Regions from separate parts of the Zea mays genome. Here region 2 is linked to region 1. The links are chromatin contacts, called in public Hi-C maps. All regions are on one chromosome and are shown on one strand. Each heading gives the region's core, a stretch centred on a gene start, on an enhancer-like site or on the middle of the called end of the contact. The rest is flanking DNA. Distances are from core to core; before and after follow the strand shown.

Evidence for each region. Hi-C and Micro-C count contacts between places; a contact is called where the count stands out from the background.
Region 2: a contact with region 1 is called in a Hi-C map of bundle sheath, with 5 times the contacts expected there. The contact joins the promoter of LOC103649832 here to the enhancer-like site in region 1. A contact is called at or near these places in 8 of 25 Hi-C or Micro-C datasets (bundle sheath, ear, endosperm and 3 more).

The regions. Positions count from the first base shown.
Region 1 is chr3:21,978,655-21,985,890 of Zm-B73-REFERENCE-NAM-5.0, reverse strand. LOC103649831 (a long non-coding RNA gene) reads left to right here and starts at 5,096. Exons shown (of 4, transcript XR_563735.4): 1 at 5,096-5,284. Within about 2 kb of position 1,845, at least 4 of the 20 cell types and tissues checked have an H3K27ac peak or open chromatin away from gene starts, as enhancers often do. A contact at or near this core is called in bundle sheath, where this site is marked.
Region 2 is chr3:22,058,021-22,064,915 of Zm-B73-REFERENCE-NAM-5.0, reverse strand. LOC103649832 (zinc finger protein GIS3) reads left to right here and starts at 3,376. Exons shown (of 1, transcript XM_008675533.4): 1 at 3,376-4,660. The coding sequence starts at 3,509. The coding sequence ends at 4,312.

The DNA.
Region 1 (7,236 bases), core at 596-3,095:
TATATATATATATATATATATATAGGCGGGATACATGCATATATATATATATATATATATATATATATATATATATATATATATATATATATATATATATATATATATATATGCATGTATCCCGCCTGTCTATAATAATATGCATGTCGCGTCGACGGGCTGTCGTAGGCTAGCTTATCATACTCGCATCGCATTCACATCATATATATCCAAGTGGATTAGGCTAGGTTGGCTACGAACTGGGGTTAACCCTAGTCGAAGCTAATAAAATTATGTTATGCCCCTACTATACATGGATCATTATGGAGTCACCCCATTTGGCAAAGCATCGGCCATATATATATATATAAAGTAATCCATGATTGTACGGGAGGCATGTAGAACGGATTTGATAGGATGTCTCCAGACGAGCAACTAGAGCTATATTAGTTTAGTTTAATGGCGAGCGCAAAAGATTAACCTAATCGTCAATGTCATGTGGATGGATGCATGTACGCAGCACCAGCTCAGTTGATCTAGTCGACAAGCCTATAGCTAACAAAACTGCAGATGCACGTCGTCTGACCTTTCCATCTCCATGTTTTTTTCCCCTGCTCAATTCCTGTTGAACTCATCGTTAAGTAGTCCAGTACAGTATATATGATTCAACTCATCAGGCTATATATTATTCACAGTTTAACTGTGATTTCATCATCTTTTCTCGAAGACTATCAGTTGGGCCTTTGATTGCATGAGACGAGGTTCTTAAAAATCTAGGCTTGCATCATCTTCGGATCATGTGTTGTTGCTTGTATGATTAGTTTTTTTTTTGAAGCTTGTAGGATTAGTTAACTACTGGTGGCTTAAGTACACGTAGGCATGAGTCTTTTAATAAAGGCAATGTATCCTGTGTAAAAGGTTCTCCTGTGTAAACATGCTAAAACGCCTTAACAACCTTTAGATCCAGAATCAAAGCCTAATTTTAATCTCACCTAACCGCCACCGCACCAGATTACCAGGAGGGGGTTCTTTAGAAAAAACACAAGATTATTAGGTGGGATTAAGATTAGCCTTTGATTCTGGATCCAAAGGTTGTTAAGACGTTTTAGCATGTTTACACAGGAGAACCTTTTACATAGGATATGTTGCCTTCAATAAAAGGACAAGTAGGTGACGCATGGCGAGACCTGTCTAGCGTAGAGTTTTCTTTTTTTTTTTGTGGCATGTGGGAAGCTTAGACCGGCCGAGCGCAGCGTGGGTTAATTAACTTGATTATTAGAGCCGGCCAATTTCAGTTGGCTTTGTTTGGTGACTAGAAATAGAGATAAGGGCCAGCTAGGGCCGGTCAGTACTAAAGTATTTTGTTGATTGGCACAAGATTGGGGATGGAGAAATTTCTAGCAAAGAGACGCATGCAAGAGATAGCTGAAAGGGACGACCAAACACTTCGTTAACCTTTTTTTTAAAAAACCAGAAACTAGCCACGCCTTCTAGAGTGTGTGGGGTTGACACCCCTTCGTATGGTTCGATTAGCCAGCACATTCTTGTGCTGCTGATGTGATATGAAAGGTGATGTAAAGCTACGGTTTTTGATAAATAATCTTGCGTCGGTAGGTTTCTCTATGATCGACCGTGGTGTCAACTTGGACTTGTCCCTAGCTGGCTTTTCTGTCTGTCTTCGTTTTGGTATGCATGCACGCGGTTGAATGTTGCACCGAATATTTCATGCGAGATTATTATAAAGATCATGAGATTTTTTTTTTTGCAATGTTTGGAAATTAACGAGGATCCTCCATTTGTCTTGATCGGATGGTTAAGAATTAGAAGGAACCGCCGATCCCCGTCCCCCTGCCGGCGCTTCCCTTCCCTCTTCTTCCACAAGACCACAACCAGTCAACCACGCAACCGCAGGCGGCTGAGCTTGCTCTCCATCTGAACCGCGACAGCGCGTCGGCCTCGTAAGCACCAGGCGTTGTTCCCCTCAATTTCTCTTGCATAATCCTGCTAGCCGCAACAGCTGGGTTTCATTCCTCCTATGCTTCTTCGCCTTTCCTTTGCTGCTTGCTTGTGCTGGTGTTGGACAGCAGAAAAACGAGTGATTGAGTTCAACTTAGCACTCTGTTAAAGAATCTGCAATCTGTTTTAGCTCATAGCTCGCTCCAAGAAAAACTACAGCTGCCTGCCTGGGAAGCTGGGAATCCCAGCCTGGGATGATCAAGGACAAGTTGTTGACTTGTTTCCCACCCTCGACACCGTGAATGAGAACGGTTGACACCTTGAATACGAAGCTAAATGTTGTGGTTCAGAAACTGAAAGCCTGACTGAAAAAGGTGACCAAGAAGTGATGTATGATGCTGTCGAAATGTATGGTGAGCTGAATGTATCTGAGAGACTGAGAATGAGTGACTTTCTTCCACACACAAAAGACTGAAATGAACTTTGTGCACAATTTTTTCAAAAAAAGAAAAAAGTAAAAGAAACCTGCGAATCCTTGACCTCTTGTACTACAACCAACAGATGGTACTGATGATTGATTACTGTGTGTTTTATCAGGAAAATACCCCTGCTGCGCGCGGTGACCCCTGAGCGGCCACATTGGATGGGCGCTGGTGACCCTTGGGCAGCCAACCCCTGCAGCTTGTGGAGTGGCAGGGAAGTAGGGAACTCCTGTGGCATGGCATGGAAAGCACCAGCAGCTGCTCCTGCTCGCGTTTAGCGGCGAGCCCCTACAACTACAACTACAACAGGGCGTGGGGAATCTCCTACAGGAGGGAGGCTTAAGCGTCCGTATCTCCTTACCTACAACTACAACAAAGGAAAAGTTCAATGGGGTTAATGACCTGAGCCCATACAAAGTATCCTTAACTGCAAATAATTAATTCTTTCTATGATTTGGGAGGAACCTGTAGCTAGACTGTAGTTCAGTAACAAATCTCTAATTAATGACCATTAATAATTCACCCACTGTACGTAACTCCTCTAACAAATAAAATCTATATGTGATACTATGTCAATCCTAAGATATATATATATATATATATATATATATATATATATATATATATATATATATATATATATATATATATATATATATATTAATTGTGTAGTTATAAGTATTTGGTCCCTGTAACAATAAATGTTAATTTCCCGTTGCTTCAGGTTTATATATGTTGTAACTCTTTCTCTCTCTCTCTTGTTGATCGAACTGGCGATGCGTGTGTCAGTGTAGTGTGATTAAAATAGGACGCTCTGACGTTTATATATACTTTCCTATAAATGCACACACAGATGAACCATACGGTACTGATTTATATTCTTGTTATATGGGTCACTTGTATCATGCTGGTCAGTTGTCATATACTAACTCCAATTTGGTACTAAACATTCCTTTGGGAACCAGGACACTCAACACATCGACGAGTACAGTTCTCTTTTTGATTTGTTGTCTAGTTTTGTCGCTGCATGAATCATGATCGATCTCTTTCTTTGACAAAAAAATGGTACGAAATGCTAAGGTAGTGCGTTCCCTTCTCGTCTACTACAGGCGGTACAAATCATATATATAGTACTATGTATTGTCCTATTAATAATACTCCATTCGTTTATACATAACAAATTAAGCTGCTAACTAGTTCAAAATCACCATCCAGAATGGAAAGAATATTTGGTCGCGCGCGGCTACATAAGACACATACAGTATTGTTCACCTATTTTTGAAAGGTGTGCTTTCTTTAATTTTGAAAGAAGGCGACGTAACAAAATGAATGACTAGCACGCAAACAGCATTTGTCCACAAAAAGGTTTTCTTAAACCACACTTGTTAAGTAGGAGGATACCCAACCACACTAGTAGAAGCAATATAATGAAGTCATGAAGCATGATATTTCCCAACAAACTATAGCTACTAGCTCAGTTGATGCCCCTTACGACCACACATGGCATCTAGAAAGTTTTTTTTCTAGCTTACACTCCCTAGGAGAGAGTAGTAAAGGCTAATAAAGAGCTAAACGCTAGCTAAAACCTTTGGCTGGCCTGAGGAGGCCCATGTGAGTCACCATATCCGCCAAGATGTCCCAACTGCAAACAAGATCTTAAAAGGGGAGATTTGAAAACGCTTTTGCTATGATCCCATTTGATCGATGTAGTTTTATGTCGAGAAAACCTTATCCCCCGAATGGAACGTGATTAGGCTGTGGGCCACAGGCTAGCTGCCCCTTGTTTTTGTTTTGTAATGTTCCTCAACTTGACTGTGCGCCGAAAGATGTCAGCTTGTGTGTTTTTGGAGAACCTCCAATATGCTATATAAGAACATATACATTTATTTTTATTTTTTTTTGTGTGTGTGGTCCGGCCAAGAGAATAATATGCCATTTTTGGGCATATGCATGCGATGCGAGTTGGCATGCATCCTCTTAGTGGAACCAGGACACGATCGATAATAACACACATCAGTGCAAATTAGTGCTTTGCAAAACTTGGAACCTTGTTTATGCTTGTCCACACAAGGAGTGCGCAGCTTGAAAGCTCATTTAGCGTTGCCCTTTTTTTTGTCAAACTAAAACGGTTGGAACTATACACAACATAGGAAAAATCCACTGCGTGCTCATGTCTCATCAAGCCCCCAATAAACCTTCAGTGTTTTCCCCCGACCCAAAAGAACATATATTGCTGCATGCACAAGCACAGATTTGATTAAAAGAAGCAAACAGCTTTGCTTCTTGTTCAGGAGTTCATCAATCCATCCCTTTCTTTTAGGGGGGTGGGCGGGGGACCCTAGTCTAGAAGTGAAGCAATGGAGGAGTCAATGTCTCCTTTGGCATCATCGACAAGCCTAGCTACTAGGGCATCATGTTGGAATGCTGCTCCTGGGCGGGGGCTGGGGGTGGGTCTCCCTGTGGCACGAACCAGCCAGTCACGGATCAACAGGTAGAGCCAAGGTCCTAGGAGTGAGTGAGTGAGTGAGTGCTATGATTACAAAGAAGATGCCATGCTCAAGCTGACAAATTAGCATTGGGTTTGGGGGTGAGGAGGGGGGGATAAAAAGCGCACTCTGATGGACTGCTGATCATTTGGTCTGATGAAAGCCTGCCCGCTTTATTGGTTTCTGTACTTCGCCTTTTCACTTGGCCTGGCTGGTCTGGCCAGCCAGTTTTTTTTTCTGGTATTTAAAGTAAGTACTGCTCTAGTCTTTGCCACAGCCCACAGCTTGCTGGCCTCTGCCTGCTGCTGTTCTTCGTTGCCACATGGCTTCGTCGTTCAAGCACTGATGACTTGATCAGCTCTGATTGGATGGGAGATCAGAGTGAGCCACTTCCTCTTTTTTCTGCTCCTCTTTGGCATATATAGTAGTAGTAGTAGGGTGGATTATATATGTTGGTGCTGTGTGAACTGTGGTGGCCAGTGAAGTGTGAATTGTTTTTTTTTTCCTTTTCCGCCCATAAGTTCAGTTACAGAAGCACTTTCACAGTGGCCTCCACCTAATCAGCACATTCAGAAATGTACAACTAACTGGTGGATTGCTTTTTAATCTGATCCAAGATTACAGCTCAGTCCCCAAAACTTGTTTTAAAAAAAATATATATCTAGACACGGATGATGAATAGGCACGGCGTTCTATATCTGATAGTAGAGATAGTCAGGCCAAAATCCTTTTAAGTGTACCACATGCTAGGCGCATTAGCTCTGAGGATAGATTAGAGGGGTCCAGACCAGCTTAGCTTCTTAAGCATCGTTGGTATCTCATAATTGAGCTTGCTAGTAATATTTTTTTACTATAGTGTGAGCCAGAACGATACCGTACATACGCTCTACTTATTAGCTATTATGCTAAGAAATGGACGCTAGTTGCGTAGGTTTGTTAGTGATGAAATGAACTATCTCTAGCTAGCCAGCCAGCTGGCATCTACATTCTAAAGTGGCTGTCGGAGCTACGTGTCCGTTCATGCAGGTTGAGTTACCTTCAAGATAGAGGAATGGCGGTGACGTGAGAAAGTGGAATCAAACGCTGAGATTTTTTTTTAATCAGCTGAGAAATGTTTCTTGCTCCAACACAACACGAATATGTAACCGAGATGAAAAAGAAAATGGATATTTTTTTCCAAAGACAAAGAAAATGACCAGAAACAAAATATATGTTTCTTTTCTACTTCAGCTTCTGCTTAAGCTTTCGCCCTGTCGTCGTTCGGTTTCCAGTGACTACTGACTACACAGGCGCAGACATGCTGGAAGACGGCAGAGCTTTGTCAGAAAAATGGAAGGTTACATTCGTTCCCACTAGGTTGTTGCTTGTTGGGCCATCATTTGATGTCCGTGCAATTGGTCCGGCCCACCGCAGCATAGTTGACACTTCGTCCGGCCCACGAAAGAACCTCGGTTCATTCACGGTTCTGCCGACAAAGTTTAAGTACGTGAACTAGTATCGGAGATTGATTTTCCTCTAGAACCGGATGTATTAGGGCTAGTTCAAATTGAATAGCGAGGAGATTCTTCCCCATGAATTCCCTCCATTTTTCTACCCACCAAACTAGCTCTAAGTATAAAAAAAAAGACAAAGATATATGTCATGTTGGATAGATAGGTGTAAATATGATTTTAGAGTCAAAATAACCATTTTCCGAATATCCGTTTGTGCATAATTTTAACAATTTTTACTCTGTATCCTAGATTGAAGAGGTTCTGAAAAGTGGATAGGTCTTTTTTACTTAATAAAAATCCAATGAGCACTTGATAAAATTTTAAAACCATGAAGATGTCTCTAACCTAGTAACCTTAAAATTCTGAACAAAATTAAATTACTAGTGCTTTTGAAAAATATCTCTAGAAGGTTCACAAAATTAAATCTACCTATAAGAAAAATGGGAAAATATATTAAAAACTGGAAACTCCCACATCATTATATTCGATGTCTAAATGTGTTTTAAAAAACATTTAGGGCTAGTTTAGTAACTATATTTTATCAAAAGATTATCATTTTCCGAAAATTAATTAATTTATATTAAAAAATAAAAATCTTTTGAAAAAATAGATTTGCTAAACTAGCCTTTATGATAATATATGTGGAGGGAACAAAAACCGAATGGGCCTCGTTGTCCTCAGTCTCTCCTGGACTCTCCTCTCCTCCTCGTAGACTTCTGAGTTTTTTTGCTATTACGGTACTCCATTTAATAGGCTTCTCCACTATAGTACTCATAAGTTAATCTTCTTTCTAATAGCATTTATTAGTGATTTTGTCCTCCAAAATAGTACTGTAACCCG
Region 2 (6,895 bases), core at 2,127-4,626, 77 kb before region 1:
ACCTGTAAAAAGGGTGACTTTCTGTTGGTTTCTAAATGTATAGTATGACAACTTACGGTTGGTTGCTAAATCTATAATACAGCAACCCACCATTGGTCGCTAAATATACAATATTAGCAACGGACGGTCGGTCGCTAAAAAGATATCGGTCGCTAAAGCCTTTAGCGACGGCACTTACAGCGACCATCCTTATGGGTCGCTAAAGGTTTTTAGCGACCAACCGTAGGTCGCTGAAGGTCGTTTTAGCAACCAACCGTAGGTCGCTGTAGGTGAACCGTCGTGTAGTGGCTGTTGCTCGTTGGCCGTCAGACTTTTAACAGATGGCTTCAGGATATTGTTCGGAGAGATTTCGGTGTGATCTTTAGAACCGACAATTTGAGGGCATGATTTTTAGTAGATCTAGGCACATGTTCCCCAGTGGAGTCACCAAAAAGTGTGTTGGTGTCGACCTGGGCGCCAAACACTGGAACGAACCGCTTGACGGTGCTCTCTACGGAGGCACAAACGGTCCACGGCACAGGGCCAGACGGTCCATGACCTGGGCATAGAAGCGTCTCCTCCTCTGTGTATGATCGGACGGTCCGTGCCTGGGGCTCGGATGGTCCGCAATGGCGCAGACTGTCGTCTTCTACGCAGCAAACCTCGATCTCGCCTCCCGGGAGGGACCCCGTCTGGGAGGAGAGATCCTAGGGTGTGTTTTGGCGTCGGCATGCCAACCAAGACGCCTCTAGTCGACGTAGAGCTAAAAAGAGGTGAAGATTTAAAGTAGAGGGATGTTAAACTAGGGCTAAACTAGAGCTACTCCTAACGCATAAGGTAAAAACGATAAGTAGAGTTGATTGTATCGATTGTGGGGGTTCAATCGGCCGTAGCCCTTCATCTATATAAAAGGGGAGGTCTGGACCCGTTACAAGTCGGTTCCCGAATTAATCCCGCAGGTTTAGCTAACAAATCCCACAAAAATCCGGAACCCTAACTGATTCTGCGCACACGCGGACGGTCCGCGCTACTACGGCGGACAGTCCGAACCGTGGGCCGTCCGCCCGATCATTTCCTGTGTTCAACACCTTCATATATATAGGGGATGTATATACACGTTCCTAGACGATAGCCAATAAATCTCACATGATTAGATGGATAACCACACACAAAATAAGAATAATTGTCGGAGTCAATTCAATAGTGTGAGCACGGACTCTTTTGGTGTTCAACAACTATAAATATGCTTTTTAGTTTTTTAACTAAATATTTCTTGTGAATTATATATTCCTCTGTGTGGAATTAGTTAGTTTGTTAGGGCAAACCTCTTAATTGATAAATTGTTTATTAGTTCCATATCAGGCCATTATTTTGTTCTTTTGCACAAGATCGAAAAGACTAAATCTCTTTACATTCAATTTTGATTAGAAATAGATTTAATCACCTCTAGCCCTCTTCAATCCCTTGTCAACCGAGAGATCTCGTCAACCGAACAAGATCAATGCACGGGAATTTTGAGGTCTGTTTGGTATACTCTAGGAAGTACATAGTATACGGATTTTGTGTATTATACTACCTCCATTCTCAAATATTTGTCGTCTGCTAGTTTATTTTTAAACTAAAACGAAATAAATAAATAAAAAATGGAGAGAATACTTATTTTGCTGTAAAAGTAGTAGTCTTAACTAGGCGCGTGTGTGGAAAAGGAATTCTTATCCCAAGTCTTTACCGACGGATGATATCTCCAAAGATATTGTGGCATGATTGGAATCATTAACCGAGCACTAGGCCGCTATTATGGATTGACCATACAGAGGTCTTTCCACTGACAATGTAGTATGCATACGGTTTATATTCCTTCGGTCTAGTTATACTAGCTGTACGCTAACTTAATTTAGCCGTACATGGATGCGAATGTGAATACATACATACATGATGCATACAATTAAATTGCTGGTCCATTCTGTTATTTATTTTTTCTTTTAAAAAAATGTCATGCTGTTGTACTAGGGTCCTTTTCTTGCATTGGTGAAGTACGTACACAAGAGTTTTGCATTGCAAGAACACAATTATGGTTCCAGTGATGGGAAGGGGATCGATTCCTTGCCGAGGTCATGCATGTCGATCCATCATCATGCATGCATATGATAGGACGACAGCCCCCGGCCACACACAATGGAACAAAATGGGCACATGTGTACATGCGTATACATTCCAGCCCACACTTTCATAAGGACAAATACAGAACCAATTTTGTATATATATGTTACTAAATAAATAAATAAATAAATAAATAAATAATTTTAAGTGACATGGACTGCTGGGTCTCGCACATGAGCTTTTGCAACTTTACACTGTACTAGTAGAAAATAATTACAACTAATTAAGCTACTTCTAATCAAGAACAAGCTAAGTGGGGCGGCACTCAGCCCCTGCACATGCCTGCATGTGGTCCCCGTCGTCTCTTTCTACGTACATGCGGCATGACAGTGCCAATATAAATAATCGACGATGCGACTAGAATACACAGACACATACGCATAACACCAAAGGAGAGCCTGCAATTAATATTGTAATGCCTTGCCTCATCTCTACACAACACCACGATATGCTGTCAGGACAAAAGAAAAAAAAAACTAACGCATTAGCACGTACGTGCCTACGCATAAACAAGGCGCATATGCATATCCTGCCGAGTAAACTAATGCGTCCCTGGTACGTATTAGTTGGCCACTTAAGGGCTTGTTCGGTTATTCCCAATACACATGAATTGGATGGGATTGGAAAAAATTGAGAAGAAGTTTGACTTGTTTGGGATTAAAACCCATCCAATCCCACTCAATCCACATGGATTGAGAGCTAACCGAACAAGCCCTAATCAGTCTACCTAGCCCCCTCACCAATAATCTAGCTGGGTGTTTTCTTAGATGCGCGTGTCGATCGTCAGAAACCAACCGAGGCGCGGCCAGAGGTTTAGAATACTCCGTAGCATGCATGGAGCCCGGACAAGCGCAATCTAGACCTCGACGCTGTCTTTTCTGAATTGCTTCTCCTGTTCACGGTGACAGCTACTCTCTCTCCCCCCTCTTTTTGCAGTTGCAGTTGCACCACCGATCGATCGTCCTTCTCCCTCTAAAGTTCAGGGGGGCAATTAAAGAATGCGAGCAAGAAAGCAGGTGCTAGCACTACTAGAGAGGAGAGGAAAACATAGCCACCGCAATGGTTATTATAATATATATCTGGAGCTAGCCCTGTTCAAGTGTTCATATACAATGGCGAATTATTCAAGATAAATGCCTAAGTACAATTTCTTTAAACTATAAACAGATTATTCAGTTACACTGATATGTATATATCCACTCCAGCAATTAAGCTCCAGGCTTCAGTTCTGGTCTTATATATACCGCCCCTTCCCAGCACCCTGGCTCTAACCCATGCACCTCCAGCTTTCACAGCCACTACCACTGCTTAATACCTCTCTCCCGCTGCAGCTGCAAGTACTCCCAGCAGGGAGTAGTACAAAGCAGTTATGAACATGGCTAGCCCCAGGCTAAAGCTCTTCGGCTTCCACGTCTCCAAGGAGGAGCACGAGCTGTGTCCGGAGACGACGACGGAGGCGGAAACAACCGAGCCAGAGGAGGCGCCGGCGTGCGGTAACAACGGCGGAGGGTCCGACTCGTCGTCCTCGTCCACCACCACCACCACCACGGCCACGGCGGCCGGCGGCGACGGGCGGAGGTACGAATGCCAGTACTGCTGCCGCGAGTTCGCCAACTCGCAGGCGCTGGGCGGCCACCAGAACGCGCACAAGAAGGAGCGGCAGCAGCTCAAGCGCGCGCAGCTGCAGGCCGCGGCCGCGGCCGCTGGCCGGGTCGCCGGCGGGGCCGCCGCCGCGCTCTACCCTCGGGCCAACCCGATGGTGTCCGCCTTCGTGCCACCGCCGCACCTCCTCGGCGGCGGCGGAGACGCATCGCCCACGAGCTGGGTCTACTTCTCCCCGCGCGCCGCAGCCGTGGCCGGGGGCCCGCAGGGCCAGCAGTTCCACGTCTCCCACAACTGCGTGTTCCCGTCGCGCGCCACCCCGGCCGCCGCCGTGACGGCGGCCTCGCCGGCAGTCTTCTCCTACACCCCGGCGCCCTCCGCCGCCTCGGCGCCGTACGTCACCGACGACCACCACAGCGGGCGGAGGGTCGTCCACGTCAGCCCGGCGGCCGCCCTGGGGAGATACCCCGGCATGGCAGCTGGCCCTGGGATGGCGGAGCCGGTGGTCACCGGGCCCGAGGACGCCCTGGGGCTGGACCTGCAGCTCAGCCTTGCGCCCGCCGGCTTGTGACTTGGCTGGTCCCGTCGTCGATGGAGATCGCGCGCGCGAGCTGTGCCCTGCCACGCACCGTCGCCTTGGTAAAAGAGAATTGATCACCTACTAGCTTGCTACTACTAAAAAGTTTGTACTAAGATCGATCTTTGCTGGCTAGATAATTAGCACTAGTAATTATGTTTAGTTGCTGGAAATGGGATTTGGAGAGCTGCATGCATGTAAGCCACCTGTAAGATTCCGGTTCTAGCTAATTGATGTGCATGATGATCGCAAGGATGGCTATGCTGGACGAGGACGACAGACCCTGTAAATTTTTGGTTGATCCGTCCATCCATCAATCAATCTCTGCCATTTTCTTCAGTACGTACTATGCCACCTATTTTTCCCCTTTGGTTGCTGTGATAACCCATCAACTGCTACATACTAATAAGTAATAATATTATATATTATATAGTACGTAAAATCAGTGATGAATGAGGTCGTGTTTGATTTGGTTTGCTGATCTAGGATGTGATAGGAACGAGAGAGAGTTTTGTATGTAGGTTGAACATGCATAAACAACCTCTCTCCAGCTTGCCTTTAGTGCTCCATGAGTCATTTTCCTCTTGCCTTTGTGATGCCACCGTATCTGACACTTTATCTTTTTCCTTCAACTAGTTAAATAAGCGCTAAGCATATTTAATCCTCCGAATTCAACATGCATCAACGCATGCTACCAAAAAGGATATCACGCCCCCTCCCAACCGTTCTTCTTTTGCAAATTAACTACTGCAAAGCTGCTTTTCTACTGATGGCTACCCCTGGCCCTTGGGTTAAGCTGGTGATGATATAGTACACGCACGCACACGCAGCTGATGACCTCGTGTGCTGCTGCCTCCTCACGTCGTGCGTGAGTCAGCCTCCCCTCCCTGTTGTTGAATAATTAGGCAGTTTTCTAGATTATATTTCGGATATAAATCATGATTAATAGTAAAGAAACTAGCATATTGTTTTCTAAGAGTACTACCGGAATCCGGACCTTTACCGAGTGTCAGGCGCTTTGCCGAGTGCTTTTTGTCGGCATTCGGCAAAGACGCTTTTGCTGAGCGCCGCACTCGGCAAAGTCCTGCTCTCGGTAACGAGCTCGTTTACCGAGCGCAGGACACTCGGCATAGAAACACACTCGGCAAAGACATATTAAATAAGCTCAAGTACAAGATCATATTAAATGGTGCGTGCCTTTTAGACATATTGAATGATGGCGTGAAGCATCAAGGAAGACTGCGGCGACGGTTCGTTGTTAGGAAGAACGTGAGTTGTCGTGAGGAGCCGCTTCCCAAAAATCTTACGCACTCTTCCGGTACAGGATCTCGAAGGCGGCAGGTTACGGAGACCTGCTCTCTCAATCGCATATGCACATCGGCACCTGGGATGAAGAGGACTACATCGACGACGTACTAGTAAGCAGAGGCAAAAACCTAACTCGTGTTGGGATGGTTCGGGTGATGGCTTTCAGGCACATCATATAGGTTTGGGTCCACATACCCAAAAGGACTCGCATTCTGATTTGATCGTGATTCGATAAGGGCTCCAATTCTTATCTGATCGCAATCGGATGAGGGCTCTTATCTTAACAGTCAAATAACCAAAAAACTGCAAAAGGAAGTCGTGCTGCCACAAGGCGAGGGGCCGAATTTTGGCGGACCATTCATGCGCACGTCACGTGCTCGCGCCCTGGCCCAGCCTAGCCAAGCGAGGCTTGGGGAGCGAGCGCACACGTGTGGCACTCCATCCTCTCCCCCCCTCAACCATGACTTGGTGGAGAGTGAATCCTTCACATATCAACTAGTCTCACTCCAATAGACTAGCAATGTGGGACTATTGGTCCCACCATTCCCTTGCCATACATGAGCTTTTGTGATTTTCCTAGGATTTAATTGAATTTCTCAATTAGGCTTGACCCATCCAACAATCCCCCACCAGAATGATCATATATAGTTTTGTCAGTGTTCATTACTGTTTAATATACTAGTGTTTCAACAGAGACTGTTTAGTTGAACTTTTGCTTAAAACTTCAAGCTACACCAACTCACAACTTGACAATGGACTATGTCTTGAATTGCAAGTTTTGTGTGAAAAGGTTTCACTGAAACCCATAACCAGTACCTAGCTACCAACAGTCCCCTCCGCGGGTGGAGAATATATGTCGTACTCCAAGGTCTCTTCATGAGTTTACTAGAGATCACCCAGATCTCATAGACTGCAACGTTAGACACTCAAACTCCAATAGGTGTGTTTTTTCAAGAATGTTCTGCAAGACAACATCTTTGCTAATAAAAGATAACAGAAACACAATAAAGCACAGAAATACCTTGGATAGTACCACAATCTCTTCTACGCACAATAATATGTTGAACTACTTCAACAAGTCTACGTGTAAGATAGCCAGCATCCGCTGTTCGTACAGCAGTATCTACAACCCCTTTTCGGGCTCCGTAGCAGGAAATTATATATTCTGTCAAAGAAAGTCCCTCGAGTAAATTGCTTTGAATAGGTAAATCAATCATTTGTCCTTGAGGATCCGCCATTAACCCTCTCATACCTACTAATTGGTGTACC